Regions from separate parts of the Bombyx mori genome. Here region 2 is linked to region 1. A link is a contact called in public Hi-C data. All regions are on one chromosome and are shown on one strand. Each heading gives the region's core, a stretch centred on a gene start, on an enhancer-like site or on the middle of the called end of the contact. The rest is flanking DNA. Distances are from core to core; before and after follow the strand shown. Region 1 holds the start of LOC101737439. Region 2 overlaps LOC101737439.

Region 1 (6,136 bases), core at 2,071-4,570:
TGTACATAGACCGTACGTAAACCTGAGATCCCTTGGTGACATTTTCAGAGTTCGGCTGGCACGCCTTTGTGCTCTTTGGCCACTCAAATGCCTTTAACATAAGACCCACCTGTTGTCCGCGACATACGTCATCTTTCTGGCATCTTTTAAATCCCTTTTATGCTCGGCCATCCGTGTGAGTGAAATGGGATACCACTATTAAAGTATTTTAGTGACGATGAAGCTTTCACAAAAATTAAAATTAAACTTACTAAAATTTTGATCACAATTTTTATCCCATTAGCCTTATTAGTGGCTATATAAATTTTTATGAGCTAAATAGGTGAATGGAATTGGTGTTTCTAATAAAATTATCGATTACATTGGAGCATCACCTGTATATACTAGTAAAAAAATTAAATATGAGCTTAGAAAAAATGTTAAATTTTGCGCTAAAATTCAATTTAAGATCGACTGCATCTTCTAATCGGGCGGACAATAAACATTTAAAGTTTCTCAACGTGTCTAAGTAAGAATTGCCTACCCGGATTTGTGGGCTGTTAATTACATGAGACAGAATGTACACCCTGACTACAGAATATATTTAATGAATACTCCGACCCCGATCGTGAATCGAATCCGGATCACGAGGAACCCAGACCGATCAAGGGCAAAGCGATAAATCAATACTACGGAAAATCCTGCAGAGCTTTAAGCACCGACACTTTTTGCTGTAATAAAATATATATGTGTAATGCGTGTCCGTGTTTAACTCGTATCGTTATGAACATCCCACAATTAGATTTTATCTAAAGATATTATACACGAATTATAATCGTGGTGGAGCTATTTACCAAACGATTGTATCCTCAGATGCTGTAAAAGGTCAAGTTTACTAATAGATAATCTACCACGCGAGATTTATTTTAATCAACATTAATATTGGTTAAATTTTTTTTTTTTGTTTTTATTGCTTAGATGGTTGGACTAGCTCACAGCCCACCTGGTGTTAAGTAGTTACTGGAGCCCATAGACATCTACAACGTAAATGCGCCACCCACCTTGACATAAGTTCTAAGGTCTCAGTATAGTTACAACGGCTGCCCCACCCTTCAAACCGAAACGCATTACTGCTTCACGGCAGAAATAGGCAGGGTGGTGGTTTCAAATCTTTTCGTAAAGCTGCAATAAAAGTCTAATTGTAAATCATATTTTCATTTAAATATTAAGTTATATTAATAATATATAATAAAGAAAACATTACACACGCTACCATGTATTTGACACAACACATACATATAAATATACTCTTTGTGTATTGTTAATTGTGAAACTTTTGTTAATCTTTAAAGTCTGTGGTCAAATTGAGAATAGATTAATATTGTTTGTCTTTAATATTATTTATCTATAGTGTACTCTTGGCGAAATCTATATATCTATATATATTAATATCTCTATTATTATAGAAGTATAATAATAGTGTTTGACAATAGAACCATAATAATGTTTAAACTTTTAATTTAAATTAATTATAGTCGAATTTCGACTACTGCGGGGACCACTAGTTGATTTAAATTAAAAATGTGTTAGTCAGAGTTAGAGATTGAGACTTCAAATTGTTCATGTATTATCTTTGTATGGTCGCAATGACAGGAGCCTGGGTATAGCTGTAATACCACATTTATGTGTCGCGTGACTCCGCACCGGTAGGTACCACAGCCTGACATTTATGTTCTTAATGTATCTGTGTGGATTCCGCTAAATACTGAGCATGGGCAATGATTTTGTCCACCCATCAAGCAATAAAAAATAAATCTGCAAGTATTTAGTATTAATAAAAATACTAGTATTTATAAGATAGTATTAATAAAGATACTAGTATTTAATATTAATTACTGGTGGTAGGACGTCTTGTGAGTCCGCACGGGTAGGTATCACCACCCTGCCTATTTCTGCCGTGAAGCAGTAATGCGTTTCGGTTTGAAGGGCGGGGTAGCCGTTGTACTGTAAAACTGAGACCTAAGAATTCATGTCTCGAGGTGGGTGGCGGCACTTACGTCGTATGGGTCTAGGGCTCCGGTAACCACATAATACCAGGTGAACCGTGAGCTCTTCCACCCATGTAAGCAATAAAAAAAAATCTTTCTGAATACATATATCTAAACATACCTACATGGCATTTACCTACATTTCAATCAAAAAAAAAAACCATGTCACTGCGATGAAACTGTATACATTTACAGTATTTTCTTCAGTTTCCGTGAGTCGTACACATAATTAAAACGACTTTTACGTTTCATTGTTAATTATTCGAAGCGCCGCAAATAATATGATGACAATAAAAAAAGCGATACTAAGCTGCAAAATTTTTTTTTGGTTGAAGTTTTTGTATACTTAATGAAAATTACACAATTGTTACATGCTATTACCATTAAAATTAAAATCCAACGAAGGCTATTTACGAACGCCTTTGTTTTCTTTAATTGCATTTAATAATTGATTATTACTCAACTCATACATCTACATTACATTTATAATCGACAACAAGAAAAATTACCAATATCTTCACAGATTAACGCTTTAAGGACGTGTCTTGTGCGCACAATAGGTTCAATGTCAAAAGACCCAATGAAAGGCTCCACAACCTTACGAAGGCATTACAATGACGAAGATAAAGTATCAACCTCGGCAATGGATGCGTTAAAGTTGACACTGTAATGTACGCAATTCGAATCTAAGTTCAATTAGAGGATAGGGTTCGCCCGTTTCACCCCCATATCAACCTATTTCATCGGGGTAACAAAAGTCTAAGCAATTATGTATTTAATTTTACACGAAATCCCTTATAGGTTTTATAAGGCACGGAAATGGCTTAGGTCATTTTGTTGTTCTTATCAATTTCTGTGAGTTAATTTATTGAAATATTTCAAGTAAAGTTTTGAGTAGTATAATTCTAACAAACCAAAAATGTATGTAGCTTCAGATAAAATCTACGGAGACAATGACAGAAAATTTTGAATTAAAATTTTTGACTGAGGTCCCACAAACGAATTTGTAACACTTTTAGTTTATTTAAAACTTTTCAGTGCAAATAAAATTATCTTATCACTTACCGATCATTCTACTCGACGGATGACACCGGAATTCCGCACTTACTAACAATGTTCAAAAGTTTATTATCACGAGGAAATACGGAAAATTTTAAAGATATAAAAAAAGGCAAGGAAAAAAATTAATCTACAAAAGGGTGAAGTGATTTCAGGATAGAAGGGTTGGGTTGGTTGGGTACAAATTATTAGTTACTTTGAAAGAAAGTTTGGGAAGGAAGCAGCCTCGTTGAGGGTCCCGAACCGACTGAATTGAATCCGACATGGCTTTTCCCGATTTTCCCTCTAATATGGGACAATTTGGTTTTCTCGTCATATATCGCCATCTAGCATCGGGTAGAACCACTAAGTAGGTGGATCGTAAGTGACATCTGTGAAAAATTAAATGTAACTACAACAATTTTACAAGTAAATTTTCCTCGACGTCTCGCAGCCTTTTCTAGTTCATGTACTCGTCGATAGATGGCAGATTAATCTAAAATTGCTACCCAAATTTTCATTTATTATTTCACATATCATAATTGCGTAGGCTGCGTACAGTAGACGGATAAATTATCAAGGAAAACTGTAATCAGGAATGTTAACAAAATGTACAGAATGGCTAATGTTGCATTATTAATATTTTTTTACTAAGATCAACAAATTGTTGGGAATTTTGGAAATCTGGAAATCTGTGATCTGAAATCTGTAAACAGTGATTAAAATTCGGCCATAATTACTAAAATCTCAACACCATTCAATTAATGTTAAACATTTTCCTTTCGTTTTTTGTCACTAAAATATTTAATTCTGTCTTTTTTATTTATAACTGTAAAGCTCTTCATTAGCTGCCAAAGAAAATAAAAAAGGAAATCAGTTGACGAACAGCGTAGAAAATGGTACATAACTTTTTTTGCATTTGCTTATAGAACAAACATATAGAAACGGAGGTGGCTCTTAAAATAAATTGTTTAATTGTGTTAAGCTTAACTTAAAGTTTTGATTTAGTCCCCTGTGCTAGAGAAGAAATCGGTGAAGGACTCATTACGCCGAACCTTTCAAGCTCTGTAGGAACCAAGACAAATTCAATTATTAGATTTGCTCTGTTATAATTGTCCTAGGACATATTTGTACTTAAAGAGAGGCGATTCTGGTGTTTGTAGATATTTCAGTAAGGTTTGGTTTTTCAATAAAGCCGTAAATATAAGCTGATTGAATATGAAATTGAATTCTTTATGTTCAATGTATTAAATTGTGCTTTATTTTATCCTGTGTAATATAATTTAACCTGTGGTTTTTAATATCATGAAATTTCGCAGAATGCGTAGAATTCCCTGAAATAAATTCATTTTTAAACTGATTCGACAGAATATTCCGGTACTAGGTATTACCAGTAGGTACGTTAATTTCATACCAAATAGGGAATTAGAATTATGTTTGTCGGACAGGTACTCAATTTTTTTTTATTGCTTAAGTGGATAAACGGTCACCCTAGCATTGAGTGGTTATCGGAGCCCATAAATATATAATTTACATCTTGTGAGCGCGCACGGGTAGGTCCTGACACCCTGACTATTTCTCCCCCATAAGCAGCAATGCGTTCCAGTTTGATGGGTCGGGCAGCCGTTGTACTATAGAACTGAGTCTCAAAGCTCTTGTCAAATCAAATCAAATCAAATCAAAAAAAAAAATTCAACATAAATGAAAATACATACTTGTTGAACGTCAAAAAGAACTACCGCCAATTCACAAAAACTAACCTCCGTCCTGAGAAGAACTGGCAAGAAACTCAGCGGGCATATTGTATTTCTTTTTTTAAATATTAGATTTTTTTTGAAATATTAATTTTTACAATGAGTATTATAACGTAACAATTATTGCAATATTGAAATGCCCGGAGCGAGCAACTCATTCCCACTTTGTGGAATCTTCTAGATAATCATTGACTTTATAATAAACTTTATTGCACAGATGTTGTTCCAAGATGGGTGGTGCCATTGACGTTGTGATCGTATGGGCTCGCAGCATTTAAAACCAATTAAACCGTGAGCTTGTTCTATGCAATAGAAATAAAAAGCTAAAGCAGTCGTTCGTAAAGGTCAAAATGCATTCCGATTTAATGTTTAAATTAATATTCCGAGATACTTCAATGATAAAGTTTTTCAAACATTCAATCGATAGATGGTTGTGATCACGTAAGAGTACAATAATTTCAAAAATCCTCAACGTTATTTATTCTATGGCGTATTCCCATTTACACACAAAATCCATATCCTATACACCCCCAAAAAGATGTGGAATGGAATGGCGAAATCTATTGGATATTTAGTTTAACAACAAAATCATTTATTCTTTAAAAAAAATACTACATACCGTACGCATTCGTAACATCGTTATGTTAATTTTATATCTGTCAGTTATATTTTCTTCTTTTAAAAATAAAACTCGTGTGCCAGTGTGAATTAACCAAAAAGTTCCGATCTTCCCACTCGGCCAATCCTACCTATTCGTCTGCCACAGACGAATCAATCCATAGTTTGATAAAATTACCAAGACTAGTCGTATGTATCGGACCTCCTCCATTCCCAATCTTCAACTTTTAGTCGTCCTCTTCTATGATTCTCTCTTATAATTTCTTTTTCCATATATATACGTTCATAATTTAATAAGAATTGAACAGCAATCAACACAAGATAAACACTCAAATAATTCGTATCTACACCAGAAGAAATAAAGAATAAAATCCTAACTACATCAAAAACAAGTGTTTTTATTAAATCACGCCGAGCGAGGTGTCGAAAAAGATCGGTTATGGTACATGATAAATAATAACGCGAAGTGTAGGAAATGTCCAATGGTTTCCGACTTCCTCATAAATGGACAATGGGGAGGACCAGACGGAAGTGTATGACACATAAGTTCACATAACAGCCACGAATATTACGGACGGGATGAGATTTTGGACATAAGAAATATTACAATATGCACGCTGCGTATTTACGAAAAATAAGTTCCATTCGTAGCATTTTCCTCAAAAAGTATCCATTTGTTATACGAAAATTCAAATGTTC
Region 2 (6,136 bases), core at 2,281-4,780, 45 kb before region 1:
CTCCATAGCTCGCTGCGCGACACTAAGCTTCCTGAAAAGATCCCTTGTGAAGCACCACGTCTCGGAACCGTAAGTCATCACTGGCAACACACATTGGTTGTACACCTTTGTCTTTAGGCACTGAGGGATTTTGGACGAGAACACATTTCTTAATTTACCGAACCCTGCCCAGCCGAGTTGGATCCGCCTACTGACCTCTCTCTTAGAGTTGGACTTACCTAATCGGACTACCTGTCCCAGGTATATATAGTAAAAAAAAAAAACGTATATATAGTCGTCTACAACTTCAAGAGTAGAGTACCCAACAGGAACTGCGGTGGGCTTAATATGGACATTGAACATGATTTTCGTTTTATCCATATTCATTTTAATTTCTTTTATTATAAATAAAAATAAATTAAATATTTATAATAAAAGATAAATAGAATAAATATAATAGAATATATATGGAATAAATATAAATTTCTCTACATTTTCAGCTTATGTTAATTGCTTTTTCATCTATTCAAGCAATTTTCACAAAACCGTGTGACCAATAAAATGAAATATTTTATGAACTCCACACTGCTCAAGCTATGCGTAGTCCGTTTACAGATTAGTACTTATTACGAATTTTACAAGACGCATAAATAAAATTTGAAGTCAAAGGATCGTACATCTATACTTGATATGGTAATTGGTGAATTTGTACATTTCTATGGTTCGTTAACGTCACTTAAAAATGGCTGGATGGATTTGACTGAAATTTCTCATGTTTCCACTGGCTCATAATTTTACATACCATCATCGTCATTATTCTGCCCTTCTCCCAGTCACCTGAGGTCGGCGCAACATGTTTTCTCCTTCCATACTCTTTTATCATACACCATTTCTTCGTTCACTCCCATATCGTCTTTCGCGCAATCCATCCATTTCTTCTTAGGTTTACCTTTTCCTCTATATCCTTCCAAATTCATAGTTAACATTCTCTTACCAACCTCATTTTCATTTCGTCTCATCACATGTCCATACCATCCCAAACGCGCACTTCTCAGCTTCTCTGTCACAGGTGCCACTTTCGGACTTCCTCTAACATATTCATTCCGTATTCTATCCATTCTCGTTACTCCACACATCCATCCCAACATTCGCATCTCTGCTGCATGCAATCGCGTCACTAATTTTACATACCAATAGATCTAGAAATCGATTGACATTAAAATCGATTTGTGTATCCGAGAGTTACTTACACAAGCAACAAAACAAGAACAAAAATTAAACTTGGGCGAAACCACAGGACTCGTCTAGTGTATGATAATAATCTCTCCGGTTAATAATCTGGATATCCGAGCAGCTGACCCTGGCATCCTGGTTTCCTACTTCATTCCCGGTAACAACCCACGGTACAACCCAACCTCAACTCCGTAATTCTGGTCTAAAGGGTGGTGGTAATTGTATCAATACGAACAATACGAACGGCTGTAATAACTTCACAAGATTTATGATCTTTTTTTATTGCTTAGATGGGTGGACGAGCTCACAGCCCACCTGATATTAAGTGGTTACTAGAGCCCATAGACATCTACAACGTAAATGCGCCACTCACCTTGAGATATAAGCTCCAAGGTCTCAGGTATAGTTACAGCGGCTGCCCCATCCTTCAAACCGAAACGCATTACTGCTTCACGGCAGAAAGAAGCAGGGTGGTGGTACCTACCCGCGCGGACTCTCAAGATATCCTACCACCAGCTTAGAGGTTCTACCACCAGTTTATTTACGAGTTACTTATAATCAGATGAAACGTTTTTTTCCAATCTACGTCGAAAAAAATATATTATGTAACAAACATATTATAGTAACAATATGCCTAAAATGTTAACTCCCATTTATAAGTACAATATCTCTGAGTGCTGGCGAACATTTCACAAGGCAAGGGTACATTTCTAATTCAATTTGCACCAAGTTTACATTCTGTTACGTAAAGGGAGACGTTATGTTATGTTACGTTATAATAATATATTATTATGTGCTCAAGTTCATTACACAAATGTTCGAATGAGCGACGTCAAGTTTCACTTCAGTTTCCTTACTTTAATTACTTGTGCTAAGTAAGTTTAACAAATTTGCTTTCAGAGTTTGCATTTTTTTTTTTATTTTTTTTTATTGCTTAGTTGGTTGAAGGAGCTGACAGCCCACCTGGTATTAAGTGGTTACTCGAGCCCATAGACATCTACAATGTAAATGCGCCACCCACCTTGAGATATAAGTGCTAAGGTCTCAGTATAGTTACAACGACTACCCCACCCTTCAGACCGAAGCGCATTACTGCTTCACGGCAGAAATAGGCGGGGTGGTGGTACCTACCCGTGCGGACTCACAAGAGGTCCTACCACCAGTGGAAAGTATTACTTAAAAGATAAATAAATACTGTATTCAATAAAATTTAAAATGTTCGAAACATAAGCGACGCTTGAAAGGCAAACGTGACTAAGCGACTAATGCGTGAGCTTTACAGTAGACTTATTTACAGTTGAAATACATGAAAAAAAATCTATTTTAACGAATCTAGCTGTAGGATTGAAATGATTTTAATAGATCTAGAAATATATTTGCTTTGCGCATCGAATATGGTTATTGCCTATCATTTATGTACAAAGCAGTCATTGTCGCTTAGTCACGTTTGCCTTTCAAGCGTCGAATTATTATTTAAATTATAAAGTTAAAAATAATGACGCCTGTTATTTTTCTTTACAAAGTCTTTGCTGTACCTGCAGGTACATAATTCTGTTACAGTCTTATAAAATGACTAGAGAAACCCGGCTATGATTAATCATATGAAAAAGATTGATTAAACTATTGGCAAGCCATTTATTGCGTATTGCCATACGAGAGAAACCTTTTCTGATGTACTAACAAGAACTACGCCATCTTTAATTACAATTGAATGAATGGTTTGGAAATCTATAGAACACAAACACGCATTTACTGCCGATAAGTGGTATGGTACTCAATATTGGCAATTACAGTTATCCTGCTCATTTCTCCCATGAATCTTCAGCTCCCCGATATAAAAGGTGCGGAGTTATATAACGCAATCGAAATTTCGACCTAATGGTTCCAATATGGGTGTTGGTATAACGTTGTGACGGGCCGTGAGTTAGTTCACTTATCGTCGATTGTGACTGTGGCGGTAGACATCATACAACGCAAGATAATTGACAGCTGCCTGAATCTCGCTTACGACATTTTCAAGATAAAGCGCATATATACAAGTTCCGAACAACAACATTTGGACCGTCGGTCTACTGAACAAATATCATCCGCTCGGTGGAAGATCTTCCTTTGTCGTTAAGCCTCCCAAACTGGTGACCTGCGACGGAACAACTGCAGCCTTCATCATCAGTGCATCAAGAACTTCGGCTACCACGGTTCCCGCATTCTTGCAGATAAATACAAAGACATCAACAGTCGTCCCACAGCTACAGCTACAGTGTATCGCAAGCGCCTCATGACTTTTAGCTCAATTTACCAGTGTTCTACAAGCGTGTATTTATAACAAGTTCCAGCCGAGCTGGTCTCATTAATGCGCCGACATCGTCCCACCGCGCTGCCTGCGTAATGACATTTCTTATTTACTTTAGAATTTTATATGACTCGCTCTACAGGAAATATTCGCGCCATTCTGAATGCAGTACATTATTTTTATCGGCGTTACTGACGTTGATCTTGGAACAGGGATATATTGAATGTAGTTTATGAATACTCGAAGTTGTGGCTCAAAAAAAAACAATTACTACATTATTATTTAAAACAACATCTATTCTTTACAATTGTATTTTTACCTCATGTCTTCGTAAAGTTATTTGGATTACCTTTAATTATATTTAGTCAGTCAATAACATTTGTAAATAATCATTTAAAATGATTTTGCTACAAATTAGTATTAGTATTTTTTTAAGTTACACTTTTTAAAAGGTGTTTTTTTTTTATAATTTAGCAATGTCTCTGTGATCAATTTTTTTTTAAAACTTGCTTTGGTTGCTGTAGGTAGAAGCATACGGAAACAATCTTTGAAAATAATGATCATTTTAATAATTTTTTTGTAAAATAATGTAGGCATTGACAACAGGTCTACAAACTGTCAAGACCCACATACCACGCGCGCCCCCTAAGCGTGGAAACTGCGCTAGATATTCAGCGCCATGCCTAAAAAACCCATTGACAGCTGGCCATGTAAGTTACTCCGTTCAGTAACTGAAACCTCATTTAATTTCAACAGAAACGCAAAACAATGATTCATTCAAGATCCCCGATAAACGACGAGCACATTTGAGTCTACAAAGTTTTAATTGGATTATATGAATATGACAGTTTCGCAGTATTGACAATCTAACTTCGCTACACAAATGATGGCTGGTTGAAAGAGACAAGTTTGAATTTCTACAATTAGTACCGTTACCAAACTTAGTACTGATACAACATTAAAACTACCGTAATAAGTTTTCATAGCGCCGCTTTCGCTGACAAGCAAGCAGTAACAGATTCAACTGTATATTTTTTTTGTTTTTATGCACGAGATCACAGTTCATCTGGTGTTAAGAAGCCACCAGAGCCCATAGATATCAACAACGCAAATGCCGCCACCCACCGTCAGACATTCGTTCTAAGTCTTAGTTTTTCAGTGAAACGGCTGTTCCACCCTTCAAATCGAAACGCATTTCTGTTTCACAGCAGAAATAGGCAGGGTGGTGGTACTTACCCGAGTGGACATAAAAGACATCTTACCACCAGTAAACGAACGAGTATGGCGGGACTCTGACGCTTAAAACCGGAACACATGACTGCTGCCAAGATGTTTTTTAATTTTTTGATAACCATGATTTTGTAAGCCCACACGTCCGGGCTTACAAAACCCTTTACAGCAAATAATTACACACTGCTGTAGAATTTTAGGTATTTTATTTAGATTTGTTATTCGTTCATTATCATGTGTCGACACACCAATATAATACCTTAGAAATGTTAGTACTTGTCTGCGGTGTTTGAAGATCGACATAATCGTATTACTTAGGACAAGGACCTCGTAGGAGGAATGGTCCCCGGCCCGAAAAAAGAAAAACAAAAGGTAAAATTAATCTTAATAGTGCATGTGTTTATCATAATAACTATTTTTTCCACGAAGCAGACATAGATACAGATTCGAAAGAGGTGGGACAAAGCTTATATACAAATGAGACTTAGGCGTTATATATGAAGGCAGACACGTTTGCTACAAAGCCTAAAAACAGCATCTCTTGAAATCATTTCTTGTTTGTAATTAATAAGCGTTGAATGAATGAGGGTAATTTCTCAAGTCAATCAAAATATACTCGTAATACTTCAAGATTAAACGGAGTGTCAGTTCTTCGGACGGAACAACTGCTAATCTACAAACGAAAGCTGACATAAAGGATTTGATAGACGTTCCTGAATCAAAAACGATTACAGTCGATTTAATGATGGCGTCAGGTAGTATAACAAATCTGAATCAAGAAAAGTATAGGGTAAATGTATCATGCCTTTTATAAAATAAAATAAAAGTGATTAGAAAATCTCTCCTTTGAAATGAATTGAAGTCGTCGTGGCCTAAAGGATAAGACGTCCGTTGTATTCGTATATAGCGATGCACCGGTGTTCGAGTCCCGCAGGCGGGTACCAATTTTTTTAATGAAATACGTACTTAACGAATGTTCATGATTGACTTCCACGGTGAAGGAATAACATCGTGTAATAAAAATCAAACCCGCAAAATTATAATTTGCGTAATTACTGGTGGTAGGACCTCTTGTGAGTCCGCACGGGTAGGTACCACCGCCCTGCCTATTTCTGCCGCGAAGCAGTAATGCGTTCGGTTTGAAAGGCAGCCGTTGTAGCTATACTGAGACCTTAGAACTTATATCTCAAGGTGTGTGGCGCATTTACGTTGTAGATGTCTATGAGCTCCAGTAACCACTTTACTCCAGGTGGGCTGTGAGCTCGTCCACACATATAAGCAATAAAAAAAAATGAATACATTATTTTTTTCAAGAGATATTTCCACATTCTGTACATTATTTTCAGTATGCGCTGTCTTTTAGAAATACAAAATTCTAATCCAGTGCAGATGCTGAAAATAAGA

Evidence for each region. A called contact is a pair of places that touch in the nucleus more often than the background predicts.
Region 2: a Hi-C map of whole pupa shows a contact between it and region 1, with 2.3 times the contacts expected there. The contact joins the enhancer-like site here to the promoter of LOC101737439 in region 1. A contact is called at or near these places in 2 of 7 Hi-C or Micro-C datasets (midgut and whole pupa).

What each region holds. Positions count from the first base shown.
Region 1 is chr9:5,070,809-5,076,944 of ASM3026992v2, reverse strand. LOC101737439 reads right to left here and starts at 3,320. Exons shown (of 8, transcript XR_009973797.1): 1 at 3,093-3,320. It also overlaps a transcript of DnaJ-21 not described here.
Region 2 is chr9:5,116,070-5,122,205 of ASM3026992v2, reverse strand. The region is part of intron 2 of LOC101737439; the gene reads right to left. It also overlaps a transcript of DnaJ-21 not described here. Among protein-coding and RNA genes, the nearest start is that of LOC134199431, 25 kb to the right of the region's middle. Within about 2 kb of position 3,530, at least 6 of the 8 cell types and tissues checked have open chromatin away from gene starts, as enhancers often do.